Linked DNA regions of Anas platyrhynchos: region 1 is linked to region 2. The links are chromatin contacts, called in public Hi-C maps. All regions are on one chromosome and are shown on one strand. Each heading gives the region's core, a stretch centred on a gene start, on an enhancer-like site or on the middle of the called end of the contact. The rest is flanking DNA. Distances are from core to core; before and after follow the strand shown. Region 1 overlaps RUNX3 (RUNX family transcription factor 3). Region 2 has its middle 8.6 kb from the start of RUNX3.

What was found. A called contact is a pair of places that touch in the nucleus more often than the background predicts.
Region 1: a Hi-C map of skeletal muscle shows a contact between it and region 2, with 2.3 times the contacts expected there. The contact joins two enhancer-like sites. A contact is called at or near these places in 2 of 8 Hi-C or Micro-C datasets (skeletal muscle and subcutaneous adipose tissue).

Annotation. Positions count from the first base shown.
Region 1 is chr24:344,709-347,408 of IASCAAS_PekinDuck_T2T, forward strand. The region is part of intron 5 of RUNX3 (RUNX family transcription factor 3); the gene reads left to right. Among named protein-coding and RNA genes, the nearest start is that of RUNX3, 49 kb to the left of the region's middle. Within about 2 kb of position 1,288, at least 4 of the 8 cell types and tissues checked have an H3K27ac peak or open chromatin away from gene starts, as enhancers often do.
Region 2 is chr24:286,659-289,648 of IASCAAS_PekinDuck_T2T, forward strand. No RefSeq gene overlaps it. Among named protein-coding and RNA genes, the nearest start is that of RUNX3, 8.6 kb to the right of the region's middle. Within about 2 kb of position 1,348, at least 4 of the 8 cell types and tissues checked have an H3K27ac peak or open chromatin away from gene starts, as enhancers often do.

The DNA.
Region 1 (2,700 bases), core at 38-2,537, 58 kb after region 2:
AGATCTCCTGATCTGGAAACAGCTCAGCTTTAACCAGTTTCATTTGCAATCCATTACTTAAAGCCAGTGCAACGTTTTTAACATAGGCCAGTCATCAGCAGAATGCTTCACCATATGCATTTAAAATAAAATCTCTCTCTCTCCTTTTCTTTTTAAATATACATTTTAGAAGTATTATATTTCTTTTAAGAAGCCTCTTGGCATAGGCAGCAAGTGCCCTATTGTTTCCGAAATGCAACGTGGCTGCTCTGAGGTTAAGTCCTGAATTATGGGCCCAGCAAATACCCTGAATTGCTGCTTCCTAATCCCTGTCCAGATCGACTTATGGTTTCTTTAAAATATCCGTTTCTTAATGGATAAAAACATTCTACCATGGGCAGAGGCTAAATTGTTTCCAAAGGAAGCTAGGCAAGCATTAGTGGGAAGAAAACATATTGTGGGATTCAGCTTCAGCCTCAAAGGAAGGAACATGCTTAAGATGGGTTTCCTGCCTCCTCTCAGCCTCTGAATGCTTCTGTGCCTGTCTTCAAACTGCTTTTCTCCTCCTCTCAATTGCATTTGCCCGCTGTGCAATGGCTATTCCTTAAATGAATTTGTCAGGTAATGGTCAAAGATGAAACACAGGCCAGCACTGGTCCGGAGCTGAGGTGCTGCTGGTGGAAATGGAAGGCAGGTGTGCAGCAGGACCAGCCGGCCTTGCCCTGGGCTCCAGGGCAGCTGCCCTGCCTCCAGCAGGGGTTCAGGCTGCACCGAGCCCCGCAGGGGCAGCACCCGGCTGGGCTGCGGCGCGGGAGCGGTGGAGCAGGGCGGGCACCCGGGCGCCTCTCGCCCACCGCTGCCGAGCTGCAGTGGGTTTCCCATGGCAGGCCGGCCTGGCCCGAACCTGCTCAGCAGGCAAGGTGGTCTAGCTGCAGGCTGGGTTGTAAATTCAGCTACTTCCTTTTATGTAGTCAGGGCTTGTTAATTTTTTTAATACCCTTTGAATACAGGTAAAGAGCAAAGCGCGGGCAGGCCGGAGGCAGTGCCTGCAGTAAGGCAGCGCTCCCTGTGCAGCCCGCCCACCCGCGCAGTTAGCACCGTTAGCTCGCTCCTCGTCCGTGCGGGACCCAGCAGCGGGGACTGAGGCTGAGGCAGCGCGTGCCGGGCAGGGCGTGGGGCAGAGCCGGGCTCGGGGATGGTGAGGAGAAGTGAGGGGCCTGGTGGGAGGGGAAGCTGGAAGAGCGTGGCTTGTTTAGTCTAGCAAAAGGCAGGCTGGGAACGGAGCTGATTGCTCTGTGTAAATACATCCAGGGCATAAACATCAGGGAGGGAGAAGAGCTAATGTAAGCTATGAAGGACAGTGCTGGCACAGGAGATGGGGCTGAACTGGCCCTGAAGCGTTAGAAGTGGGGTCCTCCCCAGAAGGGCAGGATGGGTGCAAGGAATGTCTGGGACAGGGTAAAAGCATGGACCTTGAAGGCTTTGCCGAGGAGGCTGCGATGCGGTGTGGGGGTCAGTGAGCCAGGAGCACCCGGGGCAGCCCTGCCTCCAGCCCTGCTCTCCTGCAGAGCCTGGGGGCTGCTGCCCAGCGTATTTGGGGCCCAACTGGAAGTGCCAGGGGAGGACCGAGGAGAGCATCGTTGGCTGGTTTGTGATGCTCCTGCGGTAGGTTTGGGGGCTGGGTCTGTCTGCACAGCAGCACACTGTATTTGAAGAGAATGAGAAAACTGAGTAGCAAACGTGCTCGGCGATCTTGAGGTGGTGCTTGGCGATGCTGTGATAAGCGACATGTGTGTTGTTGTGTTTTGGTTTGGGTTTTTTTTTCAGGCTCTGCAGAGGAAGTACTAGCACCCAGTTCGTGAGCCGGTTATATCAGATACAGAACAATTGCTCCATGGGTGTGTAACAACGGATGCTGTTCACACCCTCATTTTTTTTCAACACCTTCCCCCTCCCCCAAAATAAATGTTGCTCTATTTTTCGTGGGGCAGGAGGAAGGGGCTGTTTCTTTTTTAGTTATCTCTGACTGTGAAACGAATGAACTTGTTCACATATGTGACAGAGGCGTGAGAGCGTGCCTGCGTGCGTGGGTGGGGAGGAGAGCAGCGCCTTTTCTAGAGATGAGCTGGGTCTTCAGAGATTGAATGCATCTTGTGCACCTTCCCTTACAGAGCAGATTCTCTTCGTCTTTGGCCACCTGCCTCTTCATGCTCCCAGATGGAGCCGCTATGATCAGGGGAAGGAAGCAGAGAGGAAGAGAGGTCAGAAAAATGCCGAAAACAACTTAGAGGTCCAAGCATCACAGAAACTAGTAGAGAAAGAATAGCAGAAGGTATATACAGAGAGAGAATTTCTGTCCCCACTCCGTCTTGCATATGCATGCATATTATATACATAAGCATAAAGTATCATTAGTGTTTACATTGTTGTCAATCATCATGGCATAAGACAGGAAAGGAGGTTTCTTTCCCCCGGGGTAGATTTTTCATGACAATTTTGCAAGGCACGTATATGTATATAAATAAAACGGTGATATATGGCCAGGCTGCAGATATTTATATATTCTATATACATAGAGAGTTCTGTACTATCGAGTTCCTTTTAAATTTCCTTTATTCTCTCTGTGTTCCACATGCTATATGTATTTGTGTGTTTTGTATAGTTTACACACAAGCTTAGGTTTATTGCTGACTTACTGAATAAGCCACTGCATGTTCTCCA
Region 2 (2,990 bases), core at 98-2,597:
AGACGGGAGAAAGGTTAGATCCCCATTTAATAAGTAATTCCTAATGAAGTTTGGGGCTGGTAATGAAGGAAATGCACTAGTCATGGTTTGAAGTGCTTATGAGATAGGGGTTTTCTTGGTAAATTATTCCTAAGGTGTTTGTGCTGCAGTGCCTGCAGCTACCCGTGTGAGCCCATTGCATGGGGCTCGGGCCCCAGCTCTCTGCCTGGGGAGGCTGCTCGTGTTTGCTGAGGGGGAGATCCTACTTGCAGGGAGGCTCGCATCACCCCGACTGGGACTGGTCCTGAGAGAGCAGGAGACTGGGGGTGGCCCTGGCTGTGGTCTAGCAGTGTGTGCCCAGAACTGCTTCACTTGGACTCAGAAAGCAGCGAGTTTGTCCTCACTTCAGTGGCATGGCTGGCCCTGCCAGGGCCCGGGGGCTGGCAGCAGAGGTGGCCCCCAGTGCCCACCCTTCCCCCTGCCAGCTCTGGCAGTGCAGCACTGTAAGCAGAGTGCCCAGGCTTGGTGTGCCTCTCAGTATGTAAACCATAAAAAACTCTCATTTCTGCTTTGGTTTTGTTACCTTGTTTTGTAGTAGTGTTTTTTTGTTTGTTTGTTTTTGTTTTTGTTTTTTTTTTTTTTGTTTGTTTTTTTTTGGTTTGTTTGTTTGTTTGTTTGTTTTCTGTTTCCAAGACAGGGCTGATTTGGGTTTTGTTCTTTCCCTCTGCCTGCAGAGCAGCGCAGCACGTTGGACCTGTGGTCTTGGAGCAGCGCAGTGGGTTGGGGTTCCCCTCCCCATGGCCACCACCCCCACCAGGCTCTTGCTGCCTGTGGCACCTTCACAGCCCTGCTACGTGCTGGGGAAGAGAGGAGCAAAGTGCTGAGAGACGGTAATTGAGCATAAATTCTCACTAGAAAGAAAGAAAAACCCCTTGTGGGGTTTGCAGTGCTGGCTTTTCTTCAACCCCAGAGAGCTGCAGGTGGAGGGGCACTGGAAGTCACATCTCCTTCCCCTCCTGCTGCCCCCTTGCAGCCGGACCAGCACAGCAGGGGCTGCAAACAGCCCTGGGGCCACCGGCCACAAGCGACTTCCCCAGCGCAGCACAGACTTCTGCTTGGGGAGCGCAGCCGTGGCCAGGGTGCGTGAGCTGCTGCGCCACAGCCCCCCCGGCGCCGGAAGCTGCTGCGTGTTGTGTCTGCTGCATCGCTGAGAAAAGGCGATTTCATGACTTCATGCAGTGGCTCTGTCTGCTGGGGGGGGAAATGCCCTCCTCCACTTCCTCCTGGCTGTGAGTGATGGCAGGCGACAGTGAGGGGGGCGCCCGCATTGAGGAGGCCCAGCCCCGGGGTCCTGTGTGCAGCCTGGGCCTGTCCTGGGGATGCTCCCTGTCCTGCAGCAGCCTCTCTGCTGCCCTCACCGTGGCCCGGTTTGGGGGCAGAAATGGTGAAAAGCCATCCCCGAGCCAACCTGGCTGCTCAACACCAGTGCCTCCCCGGAGAGATGCCTCCGGCGAGGGCTGGGGCTCCCTGCAGCCCTCCTCATCACAGCAACTGCATTTACAGCCTGTCGGGGTCAGCCTGGCTCTTGCCGGGGAGCAGACGCAGCGGGCGTGAGCCTGAGTCCCAGCCGGCCCCTGTGCAGCAGTTATCTGGGTCACAGATAAGGTGACTTCTGGCCCATGTCTATGTGTCACCACAGGGTTCCTGCTAAGTTCAAAAGTGTCTGCGGGCAGCGCAGACTGCCGGGTTTCAAATCCTTTCAAGCCGTGCAGAGCCCAAGCCACGGTCCCTGTGCTTGCATGGTGCCGGGTCCCTGAACCTCTTCGACAGTGCCCCCAAAATCCCGCTGCAGCACCCCTGACGTGCCACCGGGTTTGCTCGTCCGTCCCTGCCAAGGGGACACTGCAAGCAAAGCACAAAGTGCTTGCAGTGAAGGGTTTGGATTTCTCTCTAACTTGGAGAGACATCCTGAGGGGAAGTAGATTCAGTACGATAAGGTTTTACTTTCTAAATTAAAACGTGAGAAAAATTTGAGCCTGAAATGAAGCATTTCCTCCCAAACCAAATGCAGACCTTGTTTTATTTTTTCCCCCTTTCTGATCCATTTTGTTGGGTTTGGACTGTTATATTTTCTCCTGCAGCTCTCAGTAATGCCCAGGAGCATTTTTCCTGGACGAGGACAATCCATTCTTCTGGGAGTGCCCCTGCTCATGGCCAGACCCACACCCTGCACGTTAGCAACGTGACCAGCTGTGGTCAAGGGACATCCCTGTGTGCTGCTACAGAAATGCCTCCCTGCCTCTGCAGGAGAGGTTTCTTCAGTGTTGGAAACTTCTCCGCCCTTCATTTCTAGTAGTAGAAGCATTTGGGATGCATTCTTGAACCTGGAGCAAGAATCCAGTGCCTGTTTGCTGCCTCTGCCCTGGCTCAGTGCTGGAGTTACCCGCTGCTCATTGCCTGCTGCCGAGAGCTGTTGGCAGCACGAAACCATCTATGCCCTGTTCCCCAGACTGCTGGTGCATCTCAAACATGAATGAAATGTGGTTTTGTGATTTTTATTCTTTTTCCTCCCAGGTTGAGTCACCTGCAGAGGCTATTTGAAAATGATTCAGAACAAATTACAAGAATTCAGAACTTCAATCTCAGAGCAGTTTCGTTTCACGAGGAGACCTGACGCCTACAGGGAGGTGCAACCCCCCCCCCCCCCCGAGCCGTGTCTGCTCTCCCTGCGCACGTCAGCAGCGCTTGCTGAAGCCTCTGTGACCCCACCACTGCCTTGGTGCTGACATTTCCTGTAGGGAGAGCTGCCTCCTGGTTCTCGGCATTTCTCCTTTGTGGCCAAAGTCACCCCTTGGTCCCACTCAGGATCTGGAGCCGAGGGAGTTTGGAGGACCTTGCATTGCACACACGATGACATTGAGAGACCCAGAAATGTGTATTTTCACATGGAAAAGTGCCACTTCAAAAGCATGAGCAACTCCAGGTTAGGGCAACCCCAGGTTTATAAAGAT